Linked DNA regions of Zea mays: all the other regions are linked to region 1. Evidence: chromatin contacts called from public Hi-C data. All regions are on one chromosome and are shown on one strand. The core of a region is the stretch at or near the end of the contact, and the rest is flanking DNA. Distances in the headings are between cores, read along the strand shown.

Region 1 (3,447 bases), core at 440-2,939:
GTCTGATACCAGAAGCATCATACATTACCTGCCAAGTCACAAAAAATAAATTCGTGAGACCTCAAAAATTGGAGGAAGTCAGCATAAACGTGTGCACAATATGCCCACACGCAACAGAATAACGTCCAACAAGGCTGAAAATTGCATCCAAGCGACAACAATATAAATGACCAGTTTTTTTTTCAATCAAGATTGAAGAAGTAAAACCTCTTGTGCTCTTCAGAAGGAACATGGGTTGGAATGGAGAACTGATAGCCTACCACGCTTGCAAATATAGTTGCTGTTGCAAAGAGGGAGCAGCTAAAGCCATCCTGGAATCCAATTGCTACTGCTAGTGCTGTAACCGTGGCGGAATGTGATGACGGCATGCCACCCGAGCCGATAAGCCGCTTGGGATCCCATCTGTTCTCCTTGTACCTTTGTTTAAAAAACAAGAAGAGATCAAACTTACTGCAGCACGGGAACTGTATAAACGCCTGTTCAGACTAGAATGAACCGCGATCTTCCATAAAGTTTATAGGGAGGGGTGTATCAATCCACATAAGAACCGTGGAAAAAAAAATATGAGAAAAGAAGCAAGAGACCTTGATGCATGATTATTGTTTTTTAGATCACAGGCCCAGACCAGCTTTATTAGAAAGCATAAATGAACCTCCGATCCTTAGCTGGGGTTACAAGAGGAACATCAAGAAAACTGCACTGTTATAAGACAAACCATTCTCATGTATAAACACAATGCGGACTCTGTGTTCATCTTCATTGGTTTCACAGAACAACCACTGTGGACAATTCTTAGTACATAGTCTGACCGGATCAAGGCCAACTCCATTTGCTTCGAGCTCAACTCACCAAAACCGTCGAGAAACGAAAGCAAACCTACCATATACGATGCTATTACATTCCCAGTCTATCATCGTTCATTCATTCCTCTAGATGTATTAGAACTAGGAGAAATTCTTAAGGTCGTTTCGGACGTCCAGAATAAGGAACAGTCGAAGCAATGCCATGAGGCAGCTTTGACCGCCGAAACCGCATGAGGATCCGATCCGATCCGACCACGGTCGCGCCCGATCTCCAGACCCAAACATACCGGACGGGGACGGACGAGGGGCGTACCGTGTGACGAAGAACTTGATGGACTGGGCGACGGCGAAGCCGAGCAGGGCGGCGACGAGGGGGTAGTTGCGGAAGACGGCGAAGTAGGAGAAGGACCCGGACGGCGGCGGCGGCGAGGAGGAGGCGTCAGCGCCAGCGTCCCCCATGGCCGAAAGTCCGTGGCTCGTGGACGGGCGGGCGGGCGGGCGGTCCGGCCGGCGCGGCGCTGCCCTGCCTAATCCTGCCCTTCCCTCCCTGCAGGACGTTAGCGGACCGGAGCGCGCGCCCTCCGGCTATATAAACCGCCTCCGCGATCCGCGCTCACTGGAAACTCCTTCCTTCGCTTTGCTTCGCTCCCGTGTCCCGTCTGTCCCCTCGCCTCACCTGCTTCGCACGGCTCGGGCTCGCACACGCACCGCGCCAATGGCGACGGCGACCCGCTGATGAATTCTACTCTATTCTAATCGCAGCCGCAGGACGCCCACGGATTTGTTTACCGCTCAACCAGGCGCCCAGGCCAGGTAGGCACTCCTCGGGTTTATTTGGGTGCGCCGGCGCGGCCTCTCGGTCTCGGGCGTGGGCGAGAGGAGCAGCTCGGCCGCTGATTGGAGCGGAAGGGGACGGAGGGAGGCATCAAAATGGAAGCCTGCGCTGCTGGCGAATATGCCGATCGGTCGACTTGCGCCCACGGAACAAGAGCTGCCGTGGACCGTGGTAGGCTTCAGCCATTGGTCCAAATTATTTAGGCCCTATTCGTTTATCCAGTAATGGCCCTGTAATTTTTCAGGTTGGTCAAAACTTAAATAAATTAGAAAAACAATGTAGCTCATAATTATTCCCCAACAATCGAACGGCCACCGTGCTAGTGTTCTGGCGGGTAGATCCAGGCCAGCTATAGTGGGTGCATGACTGCATGCTCCGGGCCGGGGCCATCAATCTTGTGCGAATATTTGCCGTCCCGTCACGCAGCGTTCATAGTACTTGCACAAGACGTCACGCACAGGCTAGACAGGGATTTGTAGTTGTTCAGACTTCAGCAGCTACCATCTATAGAATAAAGAGGACATATCTCATGTACATAGAAGCTTAGTGCACATAGTGCACATGATAAATCATCACCATCCATCATAAATCTAACTTATATGGTTGATCATTGCAATTTATAAATAACATCGTCCACCACTACCCACAATGTCGGAGCGTGTCTTTAACAAAATATATCAAACAACTAGAGATGCTAAATCTAAAATGAGTGATACTGATTTAATATATGTAACATGTGCACTAAACTTCAATATACACAAGATATGTTCTCTAGAATAAAATACTGGAGATTCCATGCTGAATACTTGTACTGAGCGTAGCTAGCACGCCCCCGCGTTTGACCAGGTCGCCCCAATCGGAATGGGGTTGGGTCAACAAGGAGAATGTCAGACGACCTGATCAAGCGCCCCCAACTCTTGCACCATAGGCGGAAGCGGTGGCCCAACAACAACAACCAAGGCAATCGAACCTTTTGCACAACTAACAACTATCTCTAACCTTTCATTTCGTGATGTAAAACCGGTTGTGCGGGGCGCGTGGATCGGTCATCTTCTTCAGGTCCAGGTCCATGCCGTCATCGTACTCCTGCTCGTCCTCTTGCGCCTCGGCCGCCTTCCTCCGCCTTTCCCTCGCCTCAGCCGCTTCCAACCGCAGCTTCTTGCGGACGTAGTCGTCGTACGACATCTCGCACCACTTCTTCGCGTCGCCGACCACCTGCTGGTTGTGGCGCTCCACGTCCCGCTCCAGCTTCGTCTTCTCCGTGTTCTTGGGCTCGCCCCAGTAGTCGTACCGGTACATTGGCTTCTCTGGGTCATAGTAATCCTTCCCGTACACCTCTGTCTCGTCCACGTCGTATCGCCCGGGCTCTTCGATAGGAAGATCAAGCGCTTTCCGGCTGCAAATAAAAAAAAAAACTTTATTAGGGAGTTACCAAACTACGCAGTAGGTGGTGTGACAGAATTCGTTGATACAAGATTTACCAGCAGATGTCTCTGATAAGCGCTTCCCTCTCTTCAAATGAACGACGCCATTGCATCAGATCATACTCATCCATTTCTTTGTTTCGTCGGAGCTTCCTAACCTTGTATTCCTCCCCTCTCTCCTCGGCTTCCTTTTTCAGCCTTTTTATCAGCTGTACCGACTAAAGTTCAGTATGGAATGGTAAGCGATTAAACAAAATATTGTCAGCGTATGTAAAAGGAGGTGTACCTGGCGTTCAGCACGGGCAGCATCCAGATCAAGTTCTTTGATGCTAATATTCTAAAAAAAAAGGGGATCACAACAGGATGCCATTAGGGGATACATCTA
Region 2 (3,447 bases), core at 482-2,981, 280 kb before region 1:
TATATATATATATAGAGAACACTATGTCCCCTATATGTTAATTAACTCTAATCAAGCCACTTAACATGATAAATAATATGTACTATGATACTATGAGTGTTGTATGAAAAAATTCAAAAATTGATAAATACATGTTAATTAACTGAGTTATAACGTATAGGGAAAGTTGTCAGATAAATTATATATAGGGGGAGAGTTTTTTAAGGGGAGATAGTAAAATATATTGAAAAATACAGATGAGAGAAGATGTACAGGAAAATTTGTTGAAGAAAGCCTACATAGTCAACTCATTAATTTCGGAGGCTTGTGTTGTGTATAATTTGCTACAAGCAATAAAGGATGCTGCATGCAACCAGATCACGAGTAATCTTTGGTTCAACCTATAGTGTGTGTGATGTTCTATTTTTATGCTTTATTTCACTATTTCTCGAGACTTCTTATTGACGCCTCAACGATGTAATGTCTTAGAAATAATAAAATCTTATTTTTAATAAAAAATCGACCAAAACATAGCAGACTAGTATTAGTTTGGGTTTCAAATAAAGAAAAAGGAAAATAAGCTAGCTATGAAAATGGCTTAGAACATTTGTTTATTTTGCTTTAGTTGGTCGTTAGTCATCTTAACTATATTAGTTTTGTGGTAAATAGTGACACTTAGGATGCAGATGGAAATGCTAGTGAACTCGAACATAGGTTATTTCTAAGGTTTTTTTGTTTCTATGGACTAATTTTTAGTCCCTCCATTTTGTTCTATTTTAGCAATTCATAGACTAAAATAGAATAAAATGGAGGGACTAGAAATTAGTCTCTAAAACCTAACACCCACTAAGTAGGTTTTACAATAACCCACTTACAATCGCTTATTCATGTGTTTATCGACACTTTGACTTGTATCCCTAGTTACACTTAGAAAAATCATGGCTTGTTTGTGTTCCATTATATGTAAGGTAGCTTCCCAAATCTGGCTAGGGATCTAAACATGCCTAACTTATGCACAACTTTTATAATCTAAAGAAGTGTAGACTCCATAACCTGAGGAGATAAAAGAAACATAGCTTTCACATTTTTTGGACTTTAAGTGACTGTCATGCCCTTCACCCTACTGCAATGCACTGGCATAATGACCAAACATTAAAGGTATCACTGTAATTTTATGATAAATTGTAGTCTACCTCAAATTTTAGAATTAACGGAGCCCAAACAACCCTCCACTCTAGCATCTATGAATTCATCTTTTGGGCTAGTTTCTTTAAAATTTTCTAACCAGATTTTAGAATCTATCGTGTATCCAATCCTTACTTACATTATGTTTGACAGGGATAAAACATGACAAAAAAGAACATATATGGTGTATATGGTGCACATATTAAATCATATTTTGTAGATCTAATGTCTCTTGTTGCTCCTTATATTTTGCAAAACAACATAAAATGGTGGAGGTAGTATTGAAAGGTGTTTTTTGCAAAATATACAAAGCAACCAGAGACATTAGATCTATAATAAATGGTGATGAATTAACATGTGCACAATGTACATCAACTTCCATGTGCACCAAATATATTCCATTTCAAGGACCATCAGTGATAAAATAAATACTTTTAGAATATAGGGGTTTATCTGAAAAACGAAATCTTGCAGAAAAGACCTCCAGTCCTTCACTCTTTCGTTCCGTGGCATATTCCATAGGAATAATTTATAAAATTAAAATTATATGTACATTTTCAGGTCCCCTCTCCCTCTCCGCTCCCCATTGCCGCATTGCTCTCCCTCGGCTCGGTCCCTCTCCGGCTCTCCCTCACGGCCTCGCCCACTGCGCCTTCGAGGAGCTCCGAATCCCGATCGCCTCGGTCCCCGCGAGCTCACATGGTGGGGGCGCGCACCAGAGGCTAGGGTTCCCAGTTCCCATCATTCTCCTGGTTTGTCCCGGTTCGCTCCTGGTTTTTTCCCGCGATTTTTGCCGATTCTCTTCTGATTTTCCTGCCGTTTTGAGGCGCAGCTGATTAAAACCGTGGGGTTTTGGAGAGCCTGAGGCTGTGGCGGCGGCAGGAATGAACGGGGAGGTGGAATGCAGCGTGTGCCATGCGAAGGTGCCGGTGCCGCCGCCGGTGTCGAAAGCGTACGACAGCCACCGGAGCACTGTGTCGTCGCGGCAACGTGCGCTAAACGTGCTCCTCGTCTCCGGCGACTGCGTCCTTGCCGGCCTCCAGGTGAAGCATGCTTCCCATCTGCATTTGGTCGGTTTTGATCAGTGCGTTGTGTGTTGAATCGCCGAGTGTTGAATAGTATTGTTGAACTTCACCTGATGGGTACGATTACTGCATGAAGAAGGCGAATTGAGTAGCAAGGTGAAATTATAATGCCATGGATGTGTCTCAGTGTCTGTTGCCATGTGAATTTGGCTAGCTGGACTGTAGCACACTCTCAAAATGTTGTCAGGAGCTACGATTATTCTGGGAGTTGACAGAAGTAAACCCGACTTTTATAGAAAGCTAAGTGTTATCAACCTTTGCTGGGGATTTCTGAATTCTGATTACAAAAAGCACATAAATAGAAAACAGGAGACAGAGCTATCCAAGCTCAGAACCAACACAGCGCCACTGCCACAAGGCTAAAGATGAAGAAACTGAACCAACTGGAAGCAAAAACTACTAGCCTACAGGACTCCCTCCACCTCTAGTTCTTTAGTTTTTTTTCCAAAAAGCCTACAACCAATTCTTCATTCTTATAATCTTGTCATCCAAATATCAGGCACTCTGTTCTCTTAGAAGAATGCACCACTTCTGCAAGAACATAAAAATATATGGAATACTTCATTAGATTTTCTTGGAAAATTCTTCTCGATCCCCATCTTATTTCTAACCGTCCACATGCCCCATAGAACTATAGAAAACATGAAGAGCTTAGTATGGTAATCACTACTCCCCATAGGTATCCAATTGTCAAAAGCATCCTGCATACTGATAGGAACTCTATCCCAACCTAGAGCATCTTTGAAACAAAACCAAATTATTTTGGCAATATGACGGTTGAAGAATTCTGGGACTATGTTTTTACTAGCTGTGCATGCTGCATGCGGTTATGGTCAGTGACCCTTTTTTTTCTTTTCAGATTTGTGAGAATACACACGGAAATTTGGATGTGTCTCCTGCAATGCTGCTAGCACTAGTTCTAATTTCATTTGCTATTGCTAGGAGAAGATTTCATTATCGTGATCAATACATGATATCAATCATTAAATAGTGAATTCATTCTACCCCCCATTTTTCTAAGTACCATATGTCTGAGTATTGGGATGGAGTATATGGTTCCGCCCTAGTATTTTAAACAAAATCGTATATGGCATAATAAGCATATTCTTTCATTTTCTGTTTGCTATGTTGTACTTTTTTTTAAGAATTACTTGACACTGTTCTACCTCATTTTTTTGTAGCCTATATTAGTGTACAT
Region 3 (3,447 bases), core at 487-2,986, 260 kb before region 1:
AGGAAATAAGCAAACTCATCAGGACGAAAAGAAGACAAAAAACGATAAACGATGCTCTGAGAATTAGATCGCTTTTGCTTATGTTTTTCCCCCCCTCGGCACCATTGATGCTCGCAGCAGAGCTCGATCACATCGAGCAGCAACACACTAGACATCACTATTCGGCTTGTTGGATCCAGGCATCGCCCCAATTTAATGGCCGAAAGGCGAGGATGAACAACAAAGAACGCTGACGGCCTGACGCTGCTGCTACTCGGCGACAGACGGGCCGTTGACCCCTCGCCAAACCACCGGTGACCATTATTACTCGCATATATATACTCTCTCCGTTTCTTTTTATTAGTCGCTGGATAGTACAATTTTGCACTATCCAGCGACTAATAAAAAGAAACGGAGGGAGTATATAGTATGAAGGAGGAGGAGAAAGTCGGACGACGACATCGCATCGGTGGCGCTACACGTCCTGGAAGAAGCAAGACCCAGCCCCGACGCCGGTCGCCGGGGGCCGTGTCCACGTCGATCGCCCCAAAAGGCTGGGTCTGCGCGGCCACGTCGCCGCCGTGACGCCCGACGGGGGTGCGTGCGTGCGTGCGCGTCGTGGGCCGACGGCGCGCGGCCGCGGTTCGGCCACGTCCGCGGGGGGCGTGGATGGGTGTCCGATCGGCCTTCTTTCCAACTGGCAACCTTAATTGCCCGATTGGTCAACTTCAGATCAGATTGGCCTACACTAGTTCTCGGCATAGGTTATTTTAGATACCTGGTTTGGTGTCAGTAGAAACCTCCAAGGCAGGCAGTCTGACTGACGGCTATAGATTCTGAATGTCCCGGAACTCCCTTCGTCCTTCGTGGTTCAGGACAGAAAGGTTGCTCTTTTGACACTGCAAACTGTTCTGTCTCGTATACTAGGAAGGAAGGGAAACCACCCCAGTGCAGCCAGCAGGAGATCAGTGCCGAGTACTCCGTCTCCTAGCAGACAGACAGCAGTACCAGCTTGCGGGCAGGCAGTAGGCGTATCCAGTACATTTTCCTATCCTGCTCTGCTTCAGGTCCAACACACGACATGATCCAACAATCCTTAGATTCCGTCACATCCGGCCTGTGGTCTGGCCCTAGTCGGGGCCCTGTGATTATGACGGCCATCCCCCGCCGGGGGGAGGATCTCCTCCTAATCTCAGCTCACGACCAACCCCCAACCAAACGCAAAAGAAGATGTCAGAGTTCAGCAGCCCCTGCAATTCATCTCACCATGGTCAAGGTCAATCACTTGCCAAACTGACTTTTTTTCTTTCCAAAATGCAAACGAGACGAACAACATCATCACAATTCACAACACACTTTTGTGGCCTCTCCACGAATTGAAATCCCAGTAGATTACCCCTCCTAATGGCGGTTAGCCCTTGCTTGTGCATACCCGATCGCAATTATGCCAGAACACTGGGGGGCAGGTCGCCGTGCCCGTGCGTGTTGCTGGTGCCGGTGCCGATGCCGGTGCCCCCCACCCAAGTTATTGACAAAAGCGCGCGCGTGTGGGCGTGGCGTGCATGGCCCCGGCCGCTGCAGCTTTCCTCTCAGGTCTCAACTCTCAACTTCCTCCCCTCCTGTAGCAGTGACACTACGGGTGGATTTGGAGGGATTGCGACATGCGTGCAAGCCTCCACAGGTGAATTCCTTTCCACACCCTGTTCTCTTTATAAGCCCCCGCTCCCCGCGCGGCTAGCTCCATCCATGCAACACTCTCCCCCTCCTCTCCTCCTCGTCGTCTATGGTCTTCGCGTTCCCACCGCCAACAACACCAGCGCGCCTAGGTTGCTAGCTCACCATGGCCTTGGCATCCACCGCAAGGGCGGCAGCGGCAGTGGCGGCGACGGCGATTCATCAGCAATGCGGGGGAGCGACGGCCGCGCATACGCAGCAGCGGCGAGCCCGGTGCCGCGCGGCGGCTGCCAGCGTCGCCGCGGCGTGCGCGCCGGTGAAGGCAGTGGGGCCACGGCGCGGGGCGCGGAGCACCACGGGCACGGCGCCCGTGGTGGCGGGCATGTGGCGGCAGCTGCAGGGGTGCGACGACTGGCAGGGGCTGCTGGATCCGGCGGCGGCGGCGCACCCGGTGCTGCGCGCCGAGGTGGCGCGCTACGGCGAGCTGGTGCACGCGTGCTACAAGGCGTTCGACCTGGACCCGGCGTCGCGCCGGCACCTCAGCTGCAAGTACGGCCGCGGGCGGCTGCTGGAGGAGGTGGGCATGGCCGGCGCCGGGTACGAGATCACGCGCTACGTCTACGCGGCGTCCGACGTGGCGGTGCCCACCATGGAGCCGTCCACCAGCGGGCGCGGCCGCTGGATCGGCTACGTGGCCGTGTCCACGGACGAGATGACGCGGCGGCTAGGCAGGCGCGACGTCCTTGTCTCGTTCCGCGGCACCGTGACGCCCGCCGAGTGGGTGGCCAACCTCATGAGCTCGTTGGAGCCGGCGCGCCTGGACCCCTGCGACCCGCGCCCGGACGTCAAGGTGGAGTCGGGGTTCCTCAGCCTCTACACCTCGGTCGACACGACGTGCCGCTTCGGCGGCGCCGGGAGCTGCCGGGAGCAGCTCCTCCGCGAGGTGTCGCGCCTCGTCGGGTCGCGCGCCAAGGACAGGCCCGCAGCAGGCGAGGACGTCAGCGTCACCCTGGCGGGGCACAGCATGGGGAGCGCGCTGGCGCTGCTCTTCGCGTACGACCTCGCGGAGCTGGGCCTCAACCGCGGCGCGCCCGTCACCGTCTTCTCCTTCGGCGGCCCCAGGGTCGGGAACGCCGCCTTCAAGGCCCGCTGCGACGAGCTGGGCGTCAAGGCGCTGCGCGTGGCCAACGTCCACGACCCCATCACCAAGCTCCCGGGCATCTTCCTCAACGAGGCCACGGCCGGGGTGCAGGCGCTGCGCCCGTGGCGCGCCTCCTGCTACACCCACGTCGGCGTGGAGCTGCCCCTCGACTTCTTCAGGATGGGCGACCTGGCCAGCGTCCACGACCTCGGCACGTACGTCGCATTGCTCAAGAGCGGCGACAAGGCGGGCGCGGCCTGGCGCGGCGACTGCGGCGTTCTGGCGAAGGTGGTCGAGTTCGTGGGGCGGCAACGCGCGGGCGCCTTGCCGTGGCAGGACGCCGCCCTGCAGATGGGCGGCCTGGTGCAGACTCTGGGGCTCATCTGAGTCTGGCATCAGCAACCGGCGGCCGAGATTTAACACGGCCAGGCCAGCAGCAGCAGCCCAGCACCCAGCACCCAGCAGTGGTCCTCTTGGATAATTTTATTTACTCTTTTGGAGGATCCCTTCCCTGGTCGTTTTTTTTCGGCATTTCTTCTGTACAGATCCATTGATCGATCAACGTAGCCTGATATCTTCACAGGGGCGACATCAAAAGGGAATTTCTTCGTTTTAGATTCGTTTTTTGTTGGCACAGATACAGTGTACAGCCG

The links. A called contact is a pair of places that touch in the nucleus more often than the background predicts.
Region 2: a contact with region 1 is called in a Hi-C map of ear, with 1.7 times the contacts expected there. The contact joins the promoter of LOC100285918 here to the promoter of LOC100273328 in region 1. A contact is called at or near these places in 3 of 25 Hi-C or Micro-C datasets (ear and leaf).
Region 3: a Hi-C map of bundle sheath shows a contact between it and region 1, with 3 times the contacts expected there. The contact joins the promoter of LOC103636400 here to the promoter of LOC100273328 in region 1. A contact is called at or near these places in 6 of 25 Hi-C or Micro-C datasets (bundle sheath, ear, leaf and 1 more).

The regions. Positions count from the first base shown.
Region 1 is chr8:170,026,677-170,030,123 of Zm-B73-REFERENCE-NAM-5.0, reverse strand. It overlaps LOC100273328 (acid phosphatase/vanadium-dependent haloperoxidase protein), which reads right to left and starts at 1,689. Exons shown (of 5, transcript NM_001147769.1): 1 at 1,117-1,689; 2 at 261-417; 3 at 1-28. The coding sequence starts at 1,262. LOC100382312 (Protein PLASTID TRANSCRIPTIONALLY ACTIVE 10) reads right to left here. Exons shown (of 12, transcript NM_001398735.1): 10 at 3,349-3,399; 11 at 3,120-3,271; 12 at 2,362-3,034. The coding sequence ends at 2,641.
Region 2 is chr8:170,311,407-170,314,853 of Zm-B73-REFERENCE-NAM-5.0, reverse strand. It overlaps LOC100285918, which reads left to right and starts at 1,731. Exons shown (of 16, transcript NM_001413825.1): 1 at 1,731-1,916; 2 at 1,997-2,207; 3 at 3,431-3,447. The coding sequence starts at 2,049.
Region 3 is chr8:170,286,552-170,289,998 of Zm-B73-REFERENCE-NAM-5.0, reverse strand. LOC103636400 (phospholipase A1 EG1, chloroplastic/mitochondrial) reads left to right here and starts at 1,736. Exons shown (of 1, transcript XM_008658755.4): 1 at 1,736-3,414. The coding sequence starts at 1,820. The coding sequence ends at 3,181.